Linked DNA regions of Mus musculus: region 1 is linked to region 2. Evidence: chromatin contacts called from public HiChIP or PLAC-seq data. All regions are on one chromosome and are shown on one strand. Each heading gives the region's core, a stretch centred on a gene start, on an enhancer-like site or on the middle of the called end of the contact. The rest is flanking DNA. Distances are from core to core; before and after follow the strand shown.

What was found. HiChIP or PLAC-seq counts read pairs in DNA pulled down with a chosen protein or histone mark.
Region 1: an HNF4G HiChIP or PLAC-seq map of pancreatic cancer cells shows a contact between it and region 2. The contact joins the enhancer-like site here to the promoter of Snai3 in region 2. A contact is called at or near these places in 2 of 115 datasets of contacts at active chromatin or transcription factors (embryonic stem cells and pancreatic cancer cells) and 4 of 9 other capture datasets (adipose tissue, embryonic stem cells, liver and 1 more).

The regions. Positions count from the first base shown.
Region 1 is chr8:122,632,772-122,638,485 of GRCm38.p6, forward strand. It overlaps Cbfa2t3 (CBFA2/RUNX1 translocation partner 3), which reads right to left. Exons shown (of 12, transcript NM_001109873.1): 7 at 5,223-5,452; 8 at 2,983-3,068; 9 at 2,178-2,376; 10 at 1,589-1,657; 11 at 547-737. Among named protein-coding and RNA genes, the nearest start is that of Pabpn1l, 13 kb to the left of the region's middle. Within about 2 kb of position 3,215, at least 64 of the 459 cell types and tissues checked have an H3K27ac peak or open chromatin away from gene starts, as enhancers often do. A contact at or near this core is called in pancreatic cancer cells and pancreatic islet, where this site is marked.
Region 2 is chr8:122,458,532-122,464,000 of GRCm38.p6, forward strand. It overlaps Snai3 (snail family zinc finger 3), which reads right to left and starts at 2,158. Exons shown (of 3, transcript NM_013914.3): 1 at 2,008-2,158. The coding sequence starts at 2,083.

The sequences.
Region 1 (5,714 bases), core at 1,965-4,464, 180 kb after region 2:
GTTTTGTTTTGTTTTGTTTTTTGAGACAGGGTTTCTCTGTATAGCCCTGGCTGTCCTGGAACTCACTCTGTAGACTAGGCTGGCCTCGAAATCAGAAATCTGCCTGCCTCTGCCTCCCAAGTGCTGGGACTAAAGGATGCACCACCAATGCCCTGCTCTCTGAAACCTCTTGCTTTCACAAGTTAAGGAACAGAGGGTTTGACATCAACAGGCTTCAGTGGAATGGAGCTCAGTGGAATGTGTCAGACCCCAGATAATCCTTTATTCTCTGGACCTTTAGCTACTGCTCCTGCAGGTTGGGAAGGCCTGAGGGACACCTACCAGGCCTCATGTGTTTCTCTCTCTCTCTCTCTCTCTCTCTCTCTCTCTCTCTCTCTCTCTCTCTCTCTCTTTACTGACAGAGCTGAACAGGCTGCAGGTTTTCTTGTGGCACCAGAGACAGCCATGGCCACTGAGAGCAGAGAGTTCATGAGACCTGGAGGTTGTACAAGTGTGGTGTTCGGTCAGCCCACAGACTGCAGTGCACCTGGAGGCTGGTGGCCCTACCTCGCTGGAGTCCTCTTGCTGGTTGATGACAGTCAGGGCATCCTCCGAGGCCTGTCGCTTGGCCTCCGCCAGGGCTCGTTCCATCTTGGCACGCTCTGTGGTGATGAGTTCATGGGCTTTGCGCTCCGCATCAGACACAGCTTTCTGTAGTTCTGACATGGCCTGGCGCTTCACCTCATTCACAGCTTCTTCTGTAAAGCACAAACGTAGGATGGCAGTCACCCAGGCTGGCTCCCCTGGGGTTCTGGACCCTCTACGCTCACAACTCGGGCAGGCGCCTAAGTGCAGTTGTGTGCACACATGCCGACCATACATTGCGTGTGTGCACACAAAGGCACAAGTCAATGACTCCACTCGTTAGCTGAAAGGTATGTATGTGGGTGAATGTGTGAGTCCTGGGCACATGTGTGCAACCCTGGTCACAAGGAACAGAGCCATGGGTAAACTTCCAAAGCTCTACCTGCCAGCGTCATGGTTCTTACTCTGGTGTACATCTTCAGTGAGTGAGGGCCAGGTCCTACCCACAGTATGGTCTAGCAGGTTCTGGTAGTGTCCAGGATTCTGTTCTAACAGGCTTCAGGCAAGTCAATGCTGTGAGGGACCTGCTTTGAAAACAACAGGTCGGCTTAGACCTATCCATAGGGAAACAGAGGTACACTATGTGAACCCTGGCTGTAAATACCTGATTCATATTCTCTCTCTCTCTCTCTTTCTGTGTGTGTCTGTGTGTGTGCATGTGTGCACACACATGCATTTTGTATATACCCCTATGTGTGACCCAATGTGTAAATCCCAAACTTGCCTCGTGTGGAGACCATCTGTGGAGACACAGACACTTCTTTTTGTTTGTTTGTTTTTCAAGACAGGGTTTCTCTGTGTAGCCCTGGCTGTCCTGGAACTCACTTTGTAGACCAGGCTGGCCTTGAACTCAGAAATCTGCCTGCCTCTGCCTCCCGAGTGCTGGGATTAAAGGCGTGTGCCACCATGCCCGGCAGACACGGACACTTTTTAGCGGTTGTTTCCAGGGTCTGTCTTTACTCACCAGCCTTCCTCCAGATCTCTTCAGGCATGTAGCCAGACAGGGTCCTGGGCGTGAAGTCCCGGTGAACATCTGGAATAAGGGGGCAGGGTACAGTGTCACACACAAGGTGGGGTCATCAGTTGCCTTCCTCCACACTGGATTCCCTTCCTCTCTGGCCAGGGTTTGAAGGCAAGAAGTATCTTTCCTCTTGGGAAAGAGGGCTTCACATGCTACCAGGAGAATGGAGGGATTTGAGTGGCATACTCTTATAGACAGTGAACATGGATTCACGCTGGGATCTGGGCATGTCCCGGACCACCTCACCCCCATCTCCGTAGGCACCGCTGTGGTGGATGGGTAAATAGAAGCCCTCGGGTGCCTCCTCCTAAGCCTGGCCTGTACCTACCAGAATCTGGAAGGTCCAGGCTCCCTAGCAGGCCAGGCACATCTTTATGCCATGGGAAAGGCCCCCCTTTCCAAGTGAGGCTTCCTGTTTAAGTAAGGACCGAGTGTTGGCTAGCTTTCTGGAGAATTAGTGGCATCCTACAGAGACTGTATAGGGCTAGCAACCTCTCGCTACAGGTCCTCCATGTTCTTGCTTGGTACACACCTAGCTGAGACCCCTCAGGGCCACTGCAGCTGTTGAGGGACCGGGCAGAGATGGGGGTAGGGCCCTTCTTCCCCTCCTCAGAGTCACTGTAGCACCGGATCCAGTGGTTGAGTTCCTCACGGTCGGCCTCCTGACACCGGCGCAGGACGGTGAGGGATCGCCGGGTCTTCTCCACCATGTCCATGATGCAGTTCAGAAGCTGCGGGCGGGTGGCAGGGCCTTCAGGACGTTGGAACCGGGGCTGTGGCCAGATGTGGCCATCCAATATGGAGGGGGTGGTCAGGGAGCCAGCTCAACGTCCCTGAAGGCGGGGCACAGAAATCTATACCTTGGCTCCCCACAAACAGTGAAATGACTCCCAGTGCCTGTGGGCACCCAACTTGAATGGAATCTTCTTTGGATGCATGGTAGGGGTGGAAGGGGCTTGGGCTGTTTCCTTCAAAACTCTCATTGCCAAGAAAGGTGCATGAGGGCCAGGGGAGTGGAGGTCCACCTGGCCTGACCAGGGGCTCAGGCACAAAGATGTCCTACATCACTGGGGCTTGACTCTGCAAGTGTCTGAGCAGGAGATGGTAGAGGAGGAAGAGCCAGTGTGCATGGCTCTTTGGCAGCATCCTGACAGGCCAACAGTGGATAATGACCCTCACATAAAAGGGCGGGCAGCCAGTGGGCATGCCGGTGGGTCCTACCAGGAGATGCTGAACCAACCCAGAGGAGCGCAATCTCAGCGTGGATCTCCCCACCCCAGCCTTGTGCAGATGTTCAGGGAGTCACACGGGCGTGGCAGCCCCACCTGGGCACTCACACTGTTGAGGTGCTTCCATTCTTCTGCCCACTCGCGTTCTGTGAGCCTGTGATCAATCACTTCTTCTTGTCGAGACCCAGGTATGGCTGTAGAAAAGGCCACACACAGTTAGGCCCCCATGCGGATGACTAAGCCCTGACTTGGATCTCAGGCCCTGCCCCTACTCCCAGGTGCCTCCTACTTCCTACACCAGGGGCGTCGGGAATCTAAACCAGGCCACCTCTGTTGTGCCTCATGACTCACTGCCTCCCGGTAACCTGCTAACCCAGCTCTTCTCGCTTCGCCCATTTCTGATAGGCAGCTCTAGATGAACTCACTTTAAAGGTTTCTCTTATCACGGTCCAGAAACCTCCAGGCCTCTGGGCAGCTGCTTAACTTAGGTGTGTTTATGACTTCCTTTCAGATAACTGCACTCCTATGCATTCCTCAAAGTCCAGGCCCGAGGGGCCCCTCCACAGCTGTAGTCTTTGGAATTCCTCAGGCCGTGTGTGTGTGTGTGTGTGTGTGTGTGTGTGTGTGTGTGTGTGTGTGTGTGTGTGTGTCTGGTCTCTAGGTACAAGATCTCCCTGTTTACTCTACTATCCCTGCTCCCAGACTGTCAGCTCCATGAAGAAAAATGGCGTGTTGTGTTTACCTCTGTGTCCCAGGCTGAACTCTGACCTGGGTGTTTACCCCCCCCCCCCAGTTCAATCTTGGGATCAGATCTACCTGCAGCAGGATCAAAGCAGTAATCCAGGATGGTTCATTCTCCGTGGGATCCTGGGGCCCTTATGTTGCCACTCCCTGCCTCAGTTTCCCAACCCTGCCTAGTTCTTGCATCATAAGTAGTTAGAAAGAAAAGCCCCAAGCTGACCTGATAAACTTGAGGGGTGTGCCCACAGTTACCAGGCAGAAAGTGGAGAGGCGGTGTTGGGTGTAAGGAGTCTGAATCTGGATCGGGAATGACCAAATGGGGTGTGGCGGGGTGTGGGGTGCCACTGGCTGGGGCGTGAGGAACATGATGGCCCTGTCTTGGTTTCCCTGCAATGTCAAATGCTCCCAGTGTCCTAACTGAGGCTGTGCAGGTGACCTGGCAGCAATCCAGACTTCCTGGGGGGTGGGGGGAGGCAAAACCTCTCTTTTAAGCAGCCATCAGCGCCTTAGGACCTCCTGCTACCCTAACCTGAAATGCCTCCCTGAGTTGCAGAAGGGCGGGGAGTGGCCACAGCCGTCATCCAGCACCCTCTCTGGCTGCCCACGAGGGGCCTGTGCCAACGCCCAAACTAAAATAGAGGCTGAGATCTGTGCGACAGCTGGCGTTTATTTTTGCATTAGCAGAAGCGGGTGGGAATTAGCACCTGCCTGACCCGGCTGTGGTGAGCCAGACACTGTCACCTGCTGCCTAGGACCAAGCCCTGGAAGCTTCCATGGTGTGGGGGCAGGGAAAGGCCTCTGTTGACCCTGCTCTGGGACCCTATTGGCATTCTGAGTGACCCTGGATGGTCATTTCTAACATTACGTTCCAACACACCAGGGTGTGGCAGGGACGGCCATCTCTGGGTTTCCGCAGAGTGTCGCTGTGCCCACCCATGGCTGCCCCACTCATACTCCTTGGACTTCGGTTTCCTTTGAGGTGTGGGTACAGACTGGGAAATGACAGCGTGCAAGATGAGTGGCATGTGTTCTGTGTCAGCTGCTGTCCTTGTCATCGGTGGCTGGGCCTTGGGGTAGAGTGTGTGTCAGGTGCTCTATCAATAACCTATCCTCACATAATCTCTGTTCTGACAAAGAAAGAAACTGAGGCACAGGGAGGTCACATGGCCCACTTGAGGGTCACTTCTGAATTCGAGGAAAAAAGGCAGCCCTGCTGGTAATCTTACCCTCAGCTACCGTGGCCTCATGCTGCCCAGGGCAGGAGTGTATCCCAAGGATTAGGGTCCTCTACTGTGGTGTTATTCAGTGTGTGAGGAGTGGCGACTTGTCTCTGGAGGGGCAAGTCAGGCTACATGGGCGCTGGGGTGGCTGCTGGCTCCTTATACCCATTTCCTTACTGGACAGCTGAGGTGCTGCTGGCAGCTTCAGTGTCCTCCACTAGAGCATAGGTACAAGCAGGTGCTGACTGAACCCCTAAATAAATGCATGCGGACTCTTTCCGACACCAGCACACGCAGGCGTAAACATGGGCACAAACTCACAGACACACAGGTTCCAGACTATGTGTTCAGACCTCAAGCGGTTGACGGCCCTCTCACACCGCTTACCCAGGGGCCGGTGGCGTTCCCGTAGCTCTCGGGGATCAGGATGGCGGTAGGAGTCCCGGAAATGGTGGGCCATGGCCATGTCCTCCAGGCGATAGTGCGGGGGTGGGGGTGGCGTCGGGTGGGGCAGCCCATTGCTGGGGCTGCAGCGCTGGGCGGGGCTCAGGGTGCAGGACCGCTTACTGAGGTGGTCGGGGTGCAGAGGGTCCCGGTCTGATCCATTCTCTTTGGTCCTGACCAAGAAAATAGGTGACCAATGGACATCAGCCTCAGTCTTGGATAGAGGATAATAATGGAGGGGAGGAGAGACAGACAGGGCAGAGGTAGAAAATCAGAGGAACACCCCCCCACACACACACACACTGGGTTCTGGTCCCCCGCTCTGACCTCCTCTGGGGCTCCTGGTGAAGAATGGACAGAGGGAGACACCCAGGGTCCCATGGCCAGGTGTGGTCCCCACTGCGATATAGTAGTAGGACCAGTATCTCTATGGCC
Region 2 (5,469 bases), core at 908-3,407:
ACATCAAGGTAGCATGTTTTACTTCAGGGATGGCTAGAACTTGCAAGAAGAGACAAGTGCTGGCAAGGCTGTGGGAGAACCAGGAAGTTAAATCCCATTACTTTCTCCCTACCAGACATATTGCTCCTAATTATATAGCCAGGGAATCATACTCTGGATTGAAGGAGGAGAGAGCAGGACTGCTAAGAGACTCTGTCAGCAGAGTTCTGGACCACAGAACGTGGGAAGTTTCCCTGGGGTCCTGTCGGAAGGAAAGTCTCCACCTCTACCACCAAGGTACTGCCAGGTTCAGACACTGCGTTCTGTGTCCACTCCACAGGCAGAGGAAAGCAACCTCATGCAGGTGGGAGCGACCATGGCTTCTGCATATGCCTTTCCTATGTTGTCTTGCACTTTGGTGATTTCTGCAGCTTTGGTTTGCCGGGAGATGAGGGTATCAATGCCCCGTGGCTTGAGGAATCCCTGAAGCCCCTTCGGAGGAGGGAAGGAGAACTCCAGGCCTCAGCACCTCAGTATACTCTAGGGAGACATCATAATAGGAAGAGAGTCACTGGGACCATGGGGGCCTGGGAAAGCCAAGAGCGACCGCTAAAGGGCATTAAGGCTACTCTGGGAACCTCCTGTCCGAAACAGGGCCCTGCAGGACCTGATTTGCCCATTTAAGAGGTAAGCTGGGGAGCTGGGCGTGGTGGTGCACGCCTTTAATCCCAGCACTTGGGAGGCAGAGGTAGGTGGATTTCTGAGTTCGAGGCCAGCCTGGTTTACAAAGTGAGTTCCAGGACAGCCAGGGCTACACAGAGAAACCCTGTCTCGAAAAACCAAAAAAAAAAAAAAAGGAAGTAAGCTGGTATGTGCTCTCCAAGTGCAATCTAAGGTTTTAACTCTTAAAACAATGGCCTAGGGCCAGAGGCATGGCTCAGTGGTAAGTGCTTGACTAGTCTTGTGTGGGGCATTGATTCTATCCTCCATACAAGGAAAAAAAACTACATTCACTATAAGTACAACTTTCTACCTCCTCTGTAAGGAGACCCAACCACCCAACCAAAAGAAAAATCACACTCTAATAGCGTCTGTTATAGAACTGCTGTTGGTGACTCACTAAATTGAATCAAAAATGTCTCCCCCACCCCCAAGAGCAGGGTCCTAGATAGCACCCCCTGGTGGCAGCAGAGGTGATGATGGGGCCTGATCCAAGAACTCCCACCAGCTGGGGCTATATGAGGGGTGCTGGCCTGAGGCCCGACATCCAAAGTGTCCCGAGGCACTGGGCAACTTCCTAGTAGGTCTTTCTCTGAGAAGTTGCCCACCTGAGTGGGGGTAGCTCTGACCATCAGGCTGGCTCTGAAGATTAAGGGTTCTCTTCTCAGGTGCTCAGACCTAAAGCCCCTGAACCTAGCCGTAAAGGTGGACAACTGAGCCTGTTGTGTGGAGGTCGGCTCTTCCTTGGTCACTGCACCAGGAGAGCAAGGAGGCTTCTGGGAAGAGCGAAGACCACCAGAGGTTGTTTGCTCTATCAATGAGCTCACCACCCACGAGGCAGGATGCTCTGGGGGAGTCCTGCCTTTTCTCACCAGCCACCATCTGCGGGTAGGACAAGTTTCCTGGCCTTGTGGTTAGTGAGACCTTCTTTAGGTGGGTGTATACAGCGCCTGGGACATACTTTAAGTTTGGACCCTTCCAGACCTGCACAGAGAGGACTTCAGGACTTCAGCTGAGCAGTCCGCAGGGAGAGCTCCGGGGAGATCTGGGGCTCAGGAAACTTTGCCAAGTGGGGAGCCCAAGGCATGCCCGAATCTTCTGAAGCAGAGAAGTTAGTTGCCCTGGGCACATCCCTCTTAGAGCCCCAGTCTTAAGCCAGAAGGGGAACCTCCTCCTCTGTTGAAATGGAAAACTCTAGCCCCTTCCCCTCTCACCTGGGGCAGGTGTGACCCAGCTCCCAAGGACTTCCCAGCTGCCTCCAGCCCCGAAGCGCTGCGAGCTGGGGGCGGAGATCCGGCCAACCCCTACCTCTCAGTGTCTCCAGTTTCCCGTAGTTGGGGACCCTGTGACTGGAGTGCGTTTTCACCAGGAAGGAGCGCGGCATGGTCCCCTCCCGAGAGCAGGCAGAGTCTAGCCAGAGCCTGCAGCGGGATTACCGACTGCAGAGTCTGGCGGCGCCGGCGGGCCGCGCGGCCGGCAGGTGCGAGAAGGGTCAGGCTCATTAGCATAGCGCACCACCTCAGCCAACCAGCGCGGAGCACGGCGGGGCGGGGCCGCGAAGCCACGCCCAGGACAGGTGCGCGGGCGGGGAACCCGCCGCGTGGTCGGCGGTGTCTGCCCCACGGGACTCCGCTGGCCCGCGTCATGGTCACGCACCGACCCCGCGGGGGCTCGCCATCGACCTGCCCTGGATGAAAGAGCAGAGTTCAGGGTTAGGTGACAGGTGCCAGCCAACTTGGCCGAGCAGAGTCCCTAACCTCTCCAGCATCCTTTATAATCCATGCCCAGGAGAGTCGGAACAGCCCTGTCTGGTTGTCTAGGCTCTCCGTGTGGATGTTTACGACGTTAGAGTCTGGTGGGACAGTCTCTGGGGTAGGTGGACAGAGCACCAACTGGGTGTGTCTGTCTGTGGCTGAGTAGCAGGGCTGTGTGGCCAGAACTGAACTTTACCCTATAACCCCACATTCCTTGGCATCTGTGGGCTGAGGTGGGAAGGGAAGGTGAGTCGGCAGCGTAGGAGACAGTGGGGGAAGGGGCCTGAGTCACCCTGGCGTTCACATTCACGGTTGCAGGGCACGGTAGCTGGTGTCATTCCGTTTCTGGGAGAAAAGCAAGGTTCTGAGAGTTCTGTGGTCGACAGAACTGGTAACATTAGCCCACACTCCTGGCTGGTCAGATGTGGCTGCAAGTACTCTTTTGTTATGGTGTAATTGTGTGGAAATAGGGCATCTGTGGGAAGGCTATCTGAGGACACATTCCTGCTGGCTGCCCATTCCCCTGTACCTTGGATTTGTAAGTAGCCTTTTTTGTAACCTCTCCCCTTCCAGGCATAGATAAAAAGCCTATGGTTCCTAAACCGGCTTGCACTTGCATATCCTTCCTGTCCACCCACACAATGCGTAGCCTTGGGCTGACTCTCCCAGCTCATCTCCTAACCTCCTTAAAGAGGGATGATCTGGCCTGCTTGAGGGGAACTGCCAGTTTCATGAAAGGTGCTGGGCCCACCTTTGAGGCGGGGCCCCAATAGGCTTCTGACATTCATAAGCCATTACCGTGAAGGAAATTGGAGATCCCCACTTCTCTGAGCCCCCTCACCTTGCTGCTGTGCAAGTTCATTCTTCAGCTATGACTCACAGTTACAGGCCAGCAGGCTTCATGCAGCCCCAGGGAAGAGGTAGTAGCTGTCTCCAGCACTGGGGTTTAAAATTCTTAAGCCCACGGCTGTGGGAAGCCTTCCCAGCGGGAGAGAGGCTTGCCTCAGCCAACACAAGCCTCTTCAGGGCTTTTCCTAAAAAGGCTGAGACAAGCTGTCTGTTGCCTACGCACGCTGTGTTGCTCCTTCAGCAGAAGTACAGGTTTGGGAACCACGCAGGGCCCCACGCAGATCTCAGCCACCCCCAGAAGCACATGGAGCGGGCCACAGGAAAACCAGCAGCCCTGACAATAGTGAGGTACACTCACCCAACAACTCCACCTGCTTCCTCACAGGGGGCTCCCACCGACCGGCCCACAGGAGGAGATGCAGTCTGTTTATGCCTTGGTCCCTGGTATATTGCCAGAGCTAATAGATAGTGTCACTCATGGGTCGGACTGTGTCTATTCAATGTATTCAACTGTGTGATTTAATTCAGATGCTAAATCTTTACAGATGTTGCAGATTCAAGAGAGCTTAACCCACTGATTAATGTCCTAGCAAAGAGGGCAATGGGACTTTGGTGTGCACAGGGGTGGTGGGAGAGTTGGGATAGAGGCTTAAGGCCTGAGTGGTTAGCAACGAGGGAGCCCTTGTCCCCTTCCCTTGCTGATACACCTCCATGTTGGACTTCTGGCCTCCAAATACGTTTCTGGTGTTCTCTCAGAGGAACACTCTGTGGTATGCCATTCCAGAGGACCGCGATAACTTGCACTGATGACATCCTGAAAGCATTGGGTCAGCAGACTGGGTCTGCCCTCCAGAAGTCCAGCAGACTGCCCATCACAGCCTCCGTGGGGGACACAGCTGTCATGGCCCCGCTCTCAGGGCCACAACCTTCCTTCCCTGTGGTTTCCCGGGGTGTCTGGAGTTCAGAACTGTGCATTGATTAAGGGAGGTGTGATCTGCAGATAGCCTCACCAGTCCATCTTCCTCCTGCTCTTCCCGGAGGAAAAGCTCAGAATGAGGGTGGAGGCGGGCTCAGCCTCCCCACTCCCTTGGCCTGACACTGAGTGCAAGGATTGCTGCAGAGGGTCTTTGATCTACAGAAGGCGTTCCGCTCGCTATCAAGAGATTTCAGTTGGAAATAGCCTTTGTAGAGGGAGTCCTTGAACAGCGCCAGGTCTGGACACCATTGTGTGCGGGTGAAGCCTTTTTCTCCGGTGTTTTCAGTGCTCAGAAGGGGGCAGAGAGCGCTGACATCTCACAGAGCAGGAACCAACACGAGGACAGACTGTGTTACTGCCCGTCACCGAGGCCTGGCCCACCCTGGCGTTTCATATACAGGGAGACTTTCTCAACCTCCTCCTGACATCAGATCTTTAGCTGAGGGTCTGGGGTCCCTGCAGGCACCTTGGTTTCCAGGTGGGCTGAGTAGAAAGGCTCCACCCTGTCCTCCCCCACCCCATACAAGCTTGAAACAGGCTCTCCAAAATCCCTTCAAGTAATGGGAATGAGCTCAGATTGGGGGAGGGGGGTTCCTGCACTAAGTAGGTGATACCACATACCACACAAATGTGTGTGAAGGATTCTGGGAAGGCAAGACTCCTGTAGCTGGGTATGGTGGTGGATGGATGAAGTGTGGCTAGGCTAGGCACTGGTTAATTGGTTCAAAGGTGAGGCTCTGAGGCATGCCGTGCTACAGCCTTACAATCACACACAGTCTGCTCTGGTGCTTCCGGGATCTCCTAAGACCCAGGGATCGCTGGCCAGTTCCTCGGAGACCCAAAGCTGAGGAGCCCCATGCTCTGGATTTTTGCCTCTGGTGACCACACGACCCTTTCCTAAGAGGAAAGTCCAGGAATGTGTGACAAGGGTGTTTGCTTTCTAGGAAGCAGGGTGCTAGCTTCCGGTGCTGTTGCATAACTTGAAACTACAGGCATGTTGCTGCCAGCCCAGGTTTCTGACACCCTAGATGCCATAGGGCACAGCAGCATGAGTTGGAGAGGATGGCTGAGTGGGCGGGAGAGTCACAGGGGAGTCCTAGGTGACTTCCTGATACTGCTAGAATAGTCCAAGGTGGAAGAATAGTCCTTAGCTAACTGAACTTTCAGCCTAGAGAGGGTGAGACACATCTT